Linked DNA regions of Sus scrofa: region 2 is linked to region 1. Evidence: chromatin contacts called from public Hi-C data. All regions are on one chromosome and are shown on one strand. The core of a region is the stretch at or near the end of the contact, and the rest is flanking DNA. Distances in the headings are between cores, read along the strand shown.

Region 1 (3,620 bases), core at 541-3,040:
GAAATAGCAAAAAGACAAAAAAAAAAAAAAAAGAGAGGCAGAGAAGAATACCCATTGTGGCCCAGTGGGTTAAGAATCTGACTGCAGTGGCTCGGGTGGCTAAGGAGGTGCAGGTTTGATCCCCAGCCCAGTGCAGTGGGTCAAAGGATCCAGGATTGTGGCAGCTGCTGCATAGGCTGCAACTGCGGCTCAGATTTAATCCCTGGCCTGGGAATGTCCATGTGCTGTGGGTGTGGCCATTAAAAAAAAAAATGACAGGTAGAGAGAAACAGAACTGAAAAAGGAAGAAAGGAATTTTTAACCTTTGAGATGTGGTCAAATTATTGCTATGACATTTGAGCCTTTTCAGAGCTCTTGAAACTTAGATGGATTGCACAAGTACCTACCAGTCTTTTTTTTTTTTTTTTTTTCTTTCATTAGCTCTGAAACTCCAGTGTAAATAGCAAAATGAACAACAGAAAGGAATGCTAGGAGCAAATATCTAAACTTGTAAGTAACACAAATGTACCAACACATTCCACATTACTTCTCTTGATAAGCATACTCACTTGAATGTGTTTTGTTTGGGGGTTTTAAGCTCAATCATCAGCACATAGGAAAAGTAAAACTCTCTGTGGTAATGGGAATGCTATTTACATTATACCACTTTGAAAATCTTGCTCCCATAAGTTATATCAGACTAACTCCTCGTCTTTCTTTCTATAATACAAAGACACAAGAACAATATAGTCTTAGACTAAATCTTGTTTTAAAGCTAAATGCATGTTAAGCTGACAAGGAAAACCTGAAGTTCCCAAAGAGAACTGGAATTATTTTTATGGTATTTATACTAACATATCATGTTTCATGCAGAGCTATATGCTAACCACCTACAATGAGACATGTTCAAGACATTCTTTCAGCCTGTACTTTAAATGTCCTGTGGTTTGCAGGGTTTGTGCCATAACCCTGTTACAGTAAGTTATTTCTTTATTTCTTTCTCAATATGCTATTAATCTACCTGTCTCTTTTTGGAACTCCTTTAAGTTTCATAACAGGAAACAATACTCCAAGTTTGTTTCCATTGGCTCTGGCCTTCACGTCCAACAGTGAGCATAAATGACTAGCTGTTCCAAAATGAGCCATGGAAAGGGAATTTATCCCTACCTCAGTAGTAAAAATATTCTATTTTCTTCATCCCCTCCCCCACACCCAACATATTCTTGCTGTCTGATGGCCTCCCCTGAATCAAACTTAAGAAATGCTCAACTGTTTCTGCAAATGCCTAAGAACACGATCTGACGTCTGAATGTAGATCATGTCTGCTTCATTCCAGGTGTCTCACATCTGGCACTGGTCCTGCAGTGACCACTGTAATAAAACAGGAGGAGCCTCTACCTCGCTTTCATCCTAATCATTCTCTAAAGAGCTCAGTGGAAATTTGGACTCAGAATGTGAAAGCTGTTAGTTTTTAGGGCACTTCGACGAAGAGCAATGAACATCACAGCTCAGGATATCAAATACCACAACGGGACTTCATTTCCTTGGAATCACAGAAATTGCCATCCGTTTTTTATTTTATCTAACATGGAAAACATTATCTTTCATGGGTAACACTTTTAAGCCAAAAAAGAAAAAAAAAAAACCTGTAAGACAGAAATACAGATACAATTTTAAGTCTGAGACAAGAGAGAATAGCAAAGCTACCTGTACTGAAAAAAAGATGAGCACTTGGAGGACATCCCTGACTCGACACAACTATCATTTCCTAGGGTCAGTCGCTCTAGGTAACAGAAAGGTGGCAAATGGCACATAACAGCTATAATGGAGTCAGATGCTTTAACTTACAGCAGGTCCACAGCCATGGCAAACAGCACTGAATTCTGAGCCACCATAAAAACTAGGGCCAAGCCCCTAGAGTTTACTAAAGATACAACAAAGATGGAATGGGAAATTTGGGGGGAAATATACGTAATTACGGTGTTTATATTTATCTAGTGGCTTTCCTAGATTATCCTGCTAGAGATTTCTTACCTGCCTTCCACATAAGCCCTAACGTGCCAAATTAATAGATTAGTTCCTATCCTTCCCCACAAATTTGTCAGACCTCTAAAATTTTATTTCTTTAATATGACTGAAGATAAAAAAAAAAACTTTAAAGTGACTCTCAGAGTTCCCATCGTGGCACAGGGGAAACAAATCCGACTAGGAACCATGAGGTTTTGGGTTCGATCTCTGGCCTCACTCAGTGGGTTAAGGATCCTGGCATTGCCATGAGCTGTGGTGTAGGTCACAGATGCAGCTCGGATCTGGCGTTGCTGTGGCTCTGGCGTAGGCCGGCAGCTGTAGCTCCGACTGGACCCCTAGCCTGGGAACCTCCATATGTTGGGAGTGTGGCCCTAAAAAAAAAAAAAAAAAAAAAAAAGTGACTTTCAATAATTCTTTTTTTTTTTTTTCTTTTTTAGGAGCGCACCCATGGCATATGGAGGTTCCAGTCCGAGCTACAGCTGCCTGCCTACACCACAGCCACAGCAAATCAGATCCGAGCCGCATCTGTGACCTACACCACAGCTCGAGGCAACACCGGATCCTTAACCCACTGAGAGAGGCCAGGGATCAAACCTGCAACCTCATGGTTCCTAGTTGGATTTGTTTCCTCTGCGCCACGATGGGAACTCCTCAATAATTCTTTTGATGTTACTTGGCAACTTGCCATATACATTTAACTCTCAAGTTTGATGACTCCAAATTTCTCTTCATACCTCGCCTCTGTGAGAGATACAACTTCCACACACAAAAAAGTAGACAAGCTGTCAGTGTTTTCAAACCAAGTGGTATCAATACGTATAAGTACATAACATCAATGGGCCATAAATGGGACTAAAGACGCAATGTGGCTGCAAAGAGGATTCAGCACTACAAGGGTTACATTAACAGGGTGATGACTGAATGGGTAAATGTAAGACAATTTCAAACAGATTGCCAAAAGAAAGCCTCATTTTTCCATTTTCTTGTACAGTATCTAATTTCTGGCTCCTCATTTCCTCCCGATCTGATAATTATGAAATTCTAAATAAAGTGTCATCTTTCTTGCAACAAATCAATGAACAGAAAGCTCCCATCAACAATGCAGATGTTTCCTAAAACTCCTGCTGATTATTTCCTGAATGTCTATCCCACAAACCACACAGCAAGTTCTTTGAGAATAAGGAACACTCTCCATCTCATAACAAATACAGCTTCTATGTGTGCGTGCATGGGTGCGTGTGTATGGATATGTGTGTATGCGCTTAAAAAGAGGACTAAGAAATAATATGTAAGTGATAACAGTGAGTCACCACAAAGATCACCTTTTATTACCAATTTCAGATTGAAATGTAGCCCTTTTCCAAAGGCAGTGGGACAAATAGGGAAAAGGAAACTCCCTCCTCATTGAATATTTGTCTTACAGATACAGTAAGATTTTTTTACATTCCTTATCACAGATTATACCATTAACACCACCACCTACACAATTATATGTAAGTCATCTCTACATATACAATTTAAAATAATCCCACCTTTATCCCTCATGCCATCCTTATAATAGTCCTATAATACAAAGTTCAACTTTGTATTTAAAAAAAGCAAGGAGTTTCCTT
Region 2 (3,620 bases), core at 658-3,157, 210 kb after region 1:
TTTGCCATTCCGGAAAATCTGCCTAGATATGCCCAACAGATGTCCCTGGGTTGCTAGCCCCACACAATCTTTATCAGGGTTTGCAGAACTGAGGTGGGAGGGGGCCAAAAAAAATCTTGAGGAGCAGGCCTGGTGGTCTGGGGGTTCTCAGAGAGATTGGCTGGTGGGACTGGTGTGGCCTTAGAGTGAGATGAGGGCACAATAAGAATGGGGTTTCCCTGGCAGCCCCAGGTCCCCAGATTCTTCTGCCACTGAACTCTCTTCCTTTGCTCCTCATTCAATTCATTTACCTTGTCCAGGGGAGAAGCCCCTGGCAGTACTATGCTTCCAAAATGTATTAGGATTTTAAATGGTGCTCACCATCTTTTGGGAGCTGACCAGAATCTCCTTTCCAAGGACACAAATGCCCCATGATTCTGGGGGAGATGTGTCTTCACACCAAGGTGAGGACCTCAAGCTCTCCCTTTTTGCACTCCAAGCCTATGAAGGGTCTCCTGTAAATCAGACCTGGGCAGGGACAGGTGGCTGCAGGAGACAGAGGTGAGGGGGAGAGAGTTCACATGTTCTTTAACATGCAGTGGGGGAATCTTATGACCCGCTCCTTGTCCCAGAGCTCAGAAGCCCCTTAAGGTGCCATGTGTCCAATTCCAGGGGCAAAGAGAGCTGGGGAGCTGAATCTAGAGATGGTGGGCTGGCAAAAACAGGACTGACAAGAGTGGTTGACCCCCAAAGATCTTAAAATTGGGAGGTCACTCCGGTGAATAAGAGGCCTCTGGCTTTTAGAAGGAGGATGACCTAGGCTTAGAAAATAATGAAATGCCTCTGGTTTGTGGTGCCACAAAACAAAGGGGCCTCTAGACTCCAGTGGGGAGAGAAGAAGATAAGGAAGAAGAGGCAAGACAGCACCTTTCCAGTTTTCTCTCCCCACTCCTGAGTCCCTTTTCTGAATCTGCCCACTGTTGGGGTCTGTGTTCTCCAACAGGTTTTATTGGGGGGGGGATTGCCAGGATTCTACTTAAACACCTAGCTCCCCTAGACAAAAAGAGGAACTCTCCCATTCCCCTCACTCCTGGCCAGGAATTAGGCTTTGGATTTGAGGGAAATGCCCTCCCTCTGTCCGCTCTGCACTTGGACCTCAGGACCCTCCCTAGAGCCAAGCCAGAAGGTGGGCTTGGGACCAAAAGGCCTCGGCCTCTGGGACAAGTTGGGTGCAAAGGCAGCACGCTCCCTACCCTGGGAGAGCCCTGATCAGGCCATGGAGAACCAGACTACCCCCCTTTCATGGGGCTCAAAGATCTAAAAGCCAGAGATGCCCTGATGCAAGGCAGCCCACCACAGCTGGGTTAACCTTCCCCGTGCTTTTTCTCAGCTCAGATGGATCCAGATAAAAGTGCCCGGCGGCGCACCCACACACACCCCTGACCAATGAATGTCATAAAGTGGGGAGAGGTCTGTCTGAAGACATCAGGAGCGACGTGGTCCCCCCCCACACACACAGGGCCCTCCATTCAGCGGTACACACCCCTCCTTCTTGCCCCCTAAATTTCCAAGGGCACTGACGGAACCCACGCAAGCCTCTTCGCCACAGAGTCACACACTCCTGCAAAGAAAACCAGGCGCCCCGGACCGTGGAGGCCTTATCAACCTGAACCGAGTGCCCCCACATCAGACACCCAGCTTGTCTGAACGCGGTGCAAAAAGCAGACTCCATCCCCCCCCCGCCTTACCATCCTACACCCCTGCCCAAGGCAAGATTTCCTTCCCCCAGTTCCAAGCCCTACAGTTGCGAGGGGAAAAGCGAAAGCTGGAAGCGACTTACTGCCGAGGAGAGCTGGGCCTGGGCTGCCGCCACGCCACCGCCACCGCCTTCTGGGCTGGGAAGAGCGCTCACCTACCTCTGCCCCCTTCCCCACCACGGCGAGCAGTTAAAGTGTCACTTAACATTCTGGAGAATGTGAAATATACCGCGCGGTGTCAACTCCCCAAAACCATAAAACTAACTTTATGGACCTCACGTGACTTTCTCGAGCCAGTGAGGGGTATCTGTCTGACTTCTCGGCGATTTTTACGATCTAACTTCAAGATAAAACCCCTATCCATTTGACATCTAAATGTCATAGCGACTTTTGGGATAGTTTGCTATGGACAAAGGGGGACAAAGTCAAGGGGTGAGGGGGAAGGAGGGCCCAGGAGAGCCTCCAGGACCCTCGGCAGCCTCCTCACCAGCTCCCCCTCCCCCCCCAGTCCTGTAAGAAGTTGGGCCAAGCTGGAAGGGATTGACCGGGTAAGTGTCCAGACTTGACTCTTATGCTCAGGGTGGAGGCTGACTTGGATGGAGAAGGACTGGCCCTGGCCCTGGACCAGGCTGGCTGACGGGGGAACCAGGGGTCTTCTAGGAGGGACCCCAGCTCCTAAGCAAGAGGACAGGTCAATTGGGCCCCTGGAGAGAGGAAACCCTTGATAAGGGTAGAGAAGACTGGGGGTGAGAGAAAACCTTTGAAATAGAGCTGATTTATTTTTTTTATTTTTATTTTTTTTGCCTTAGTGGGTGGCAGAACTGAACTGGGATTTGGACCATGGGGCAGGGGGCCAGGTCAGGCCTGGATCACTCCCAAAAGGCCAGGAGCCTCCTGCTCAGGACTTAGGCCCAAATTACATTCCCCAAAGAGGTTTCCAGAGACTTTTCTGGATGGCTGATGGAAGGATAGGGTGCAATCCAGCTCAGCCTTTCCCCTGTCCCCAGCCTCACATGGGGCTACTGGGCTTTTCAGTCTCCCAGGCGTGAAAGCCTGTCCCCTGGCCCAGGCACCGCTGACCAAGCAGAGACTTGGGTGGCTGAGAGGGGCTGCTGGTGAGCATCCTGCTTTCCCTTCCCTGCACCCCAGATCTGCCAAGAGTGGCGGTCTAGGGTGTGCCTGGTGATGGGCGAGGCAGGTGCCCGGAGAAAAGACAAATGGAAGGGCAGTGGAGTAGGGGAAACATTTATTTGACTTCAAGGAAAGCTACAAACAAATACCAAAAGCGAATCACTGAGACAGGCCCGGCAAAGACAGATTTCACACGTAGCACAGCTTCCACTCGCTCACTACAAACGGTCTTGGAAGCGAAATGCGAAATGGGGAGAAAGGAGGGGATGGGTCTGACCCAGACCCTCCCCATATTTGCAAGCTTTGGGCCCTCGACACCAGGCCCTTGGATTCACAGAGAAATACACAAGACATTTTACACTGAGGATTATTTTTGTTTCCTGACACTCCCAGACCAGGCCTTGTGGGGCCTACCCAGGCGGCAGGAACTTAAATCTCACTATTTACCTTCCCTCTTCTCAATATCACCCCTTTGGACCTTCCTGGCCCCCTCCCACCCCAGGACCAAGCCAAGGGAGACTTGGGCCCAGGAGAGAGGAGGGAGGAGGAATAGGAAGGTGGAAAGAGACACAGTCACCGATTCCAACCCGGAGGCCAGCTCAGCTGGGCCCGGGGCACTTCGGCACTATCCTACCTCAACTGCTGCCCCTTTGAGAGAAGTTTCAAGCTGAAACTCAAAATACAGCGACCATCTTTTTATAAATAAGTTAGAAGAACACAGATGGGGAGGGGGAGAGTTCACATTAAACATGC

What was found. A called contact is a pair of places that touch in the nucleus more often than the background predicts.
Region 2: a contact with region 1 is called in a Hi-C map of omental adipose tissue, with 2.0 times the contacts expected there. The contact joins two enhancer-like sites. A contact is called at or near these places in 1 of 5 promoter capture datasets (fetal skeletal muscle), 8 of 47 Hi-C or Micro-C datasets (embryonic fibroblasts, fetal skeletal muscle, mesenteric adipose tissue and 4 more) and 1 of 2 datasets of contacts at active chromatin or transcription factors (skeletal muscle).

The regions. Positions count from the first base shown.
Region 1 is chr12:24,629,016-24,632,635 of Sscrofa11.1, forward strand. The region is part of intron 2 of SKAP1 (src kinase-associated phosphoprotein 1); the gene reads right to left. Among named protein-coding and RNA genes, the nearest start is that of SKAP1, 49 kb to the right of the region's middle. Within about 2 kb of position 1,791, at least 2 of the 83 cell types and tissues checked have an H3K27ac peak or open chromatin away from gene starts, as enhancers often do. A contact at or near this core is called in omental adipose tissue, where this site is marked.
Region 2 is chr12:24,842,259-24,845,878 of Sscrofa11.1, forward strand. HOXB5 (homeobox protein Hox-B5) reads right to left here. Exons shown (of 2, transcript XM_003131550.5): 2 at 2,966-3,620. LOC102166259 (a long non-coding RNA gene) reads left to right here. Exons shown (of 4, transcript XR_001299211.2): 1 at 1-2,284. Among named protein-coding and RNA genes, the nearest start is that of HOXB5, 5.6 kb to the right of the region's middle. Within about 2 kb of position 1,908, at least 11 of the 83 cell types and tissues checked have an H3K27ac peak or open chromatin away from gene starts, as enhancers often do. A contact at or near this core is called in omental adipose tissue, where this site is marked.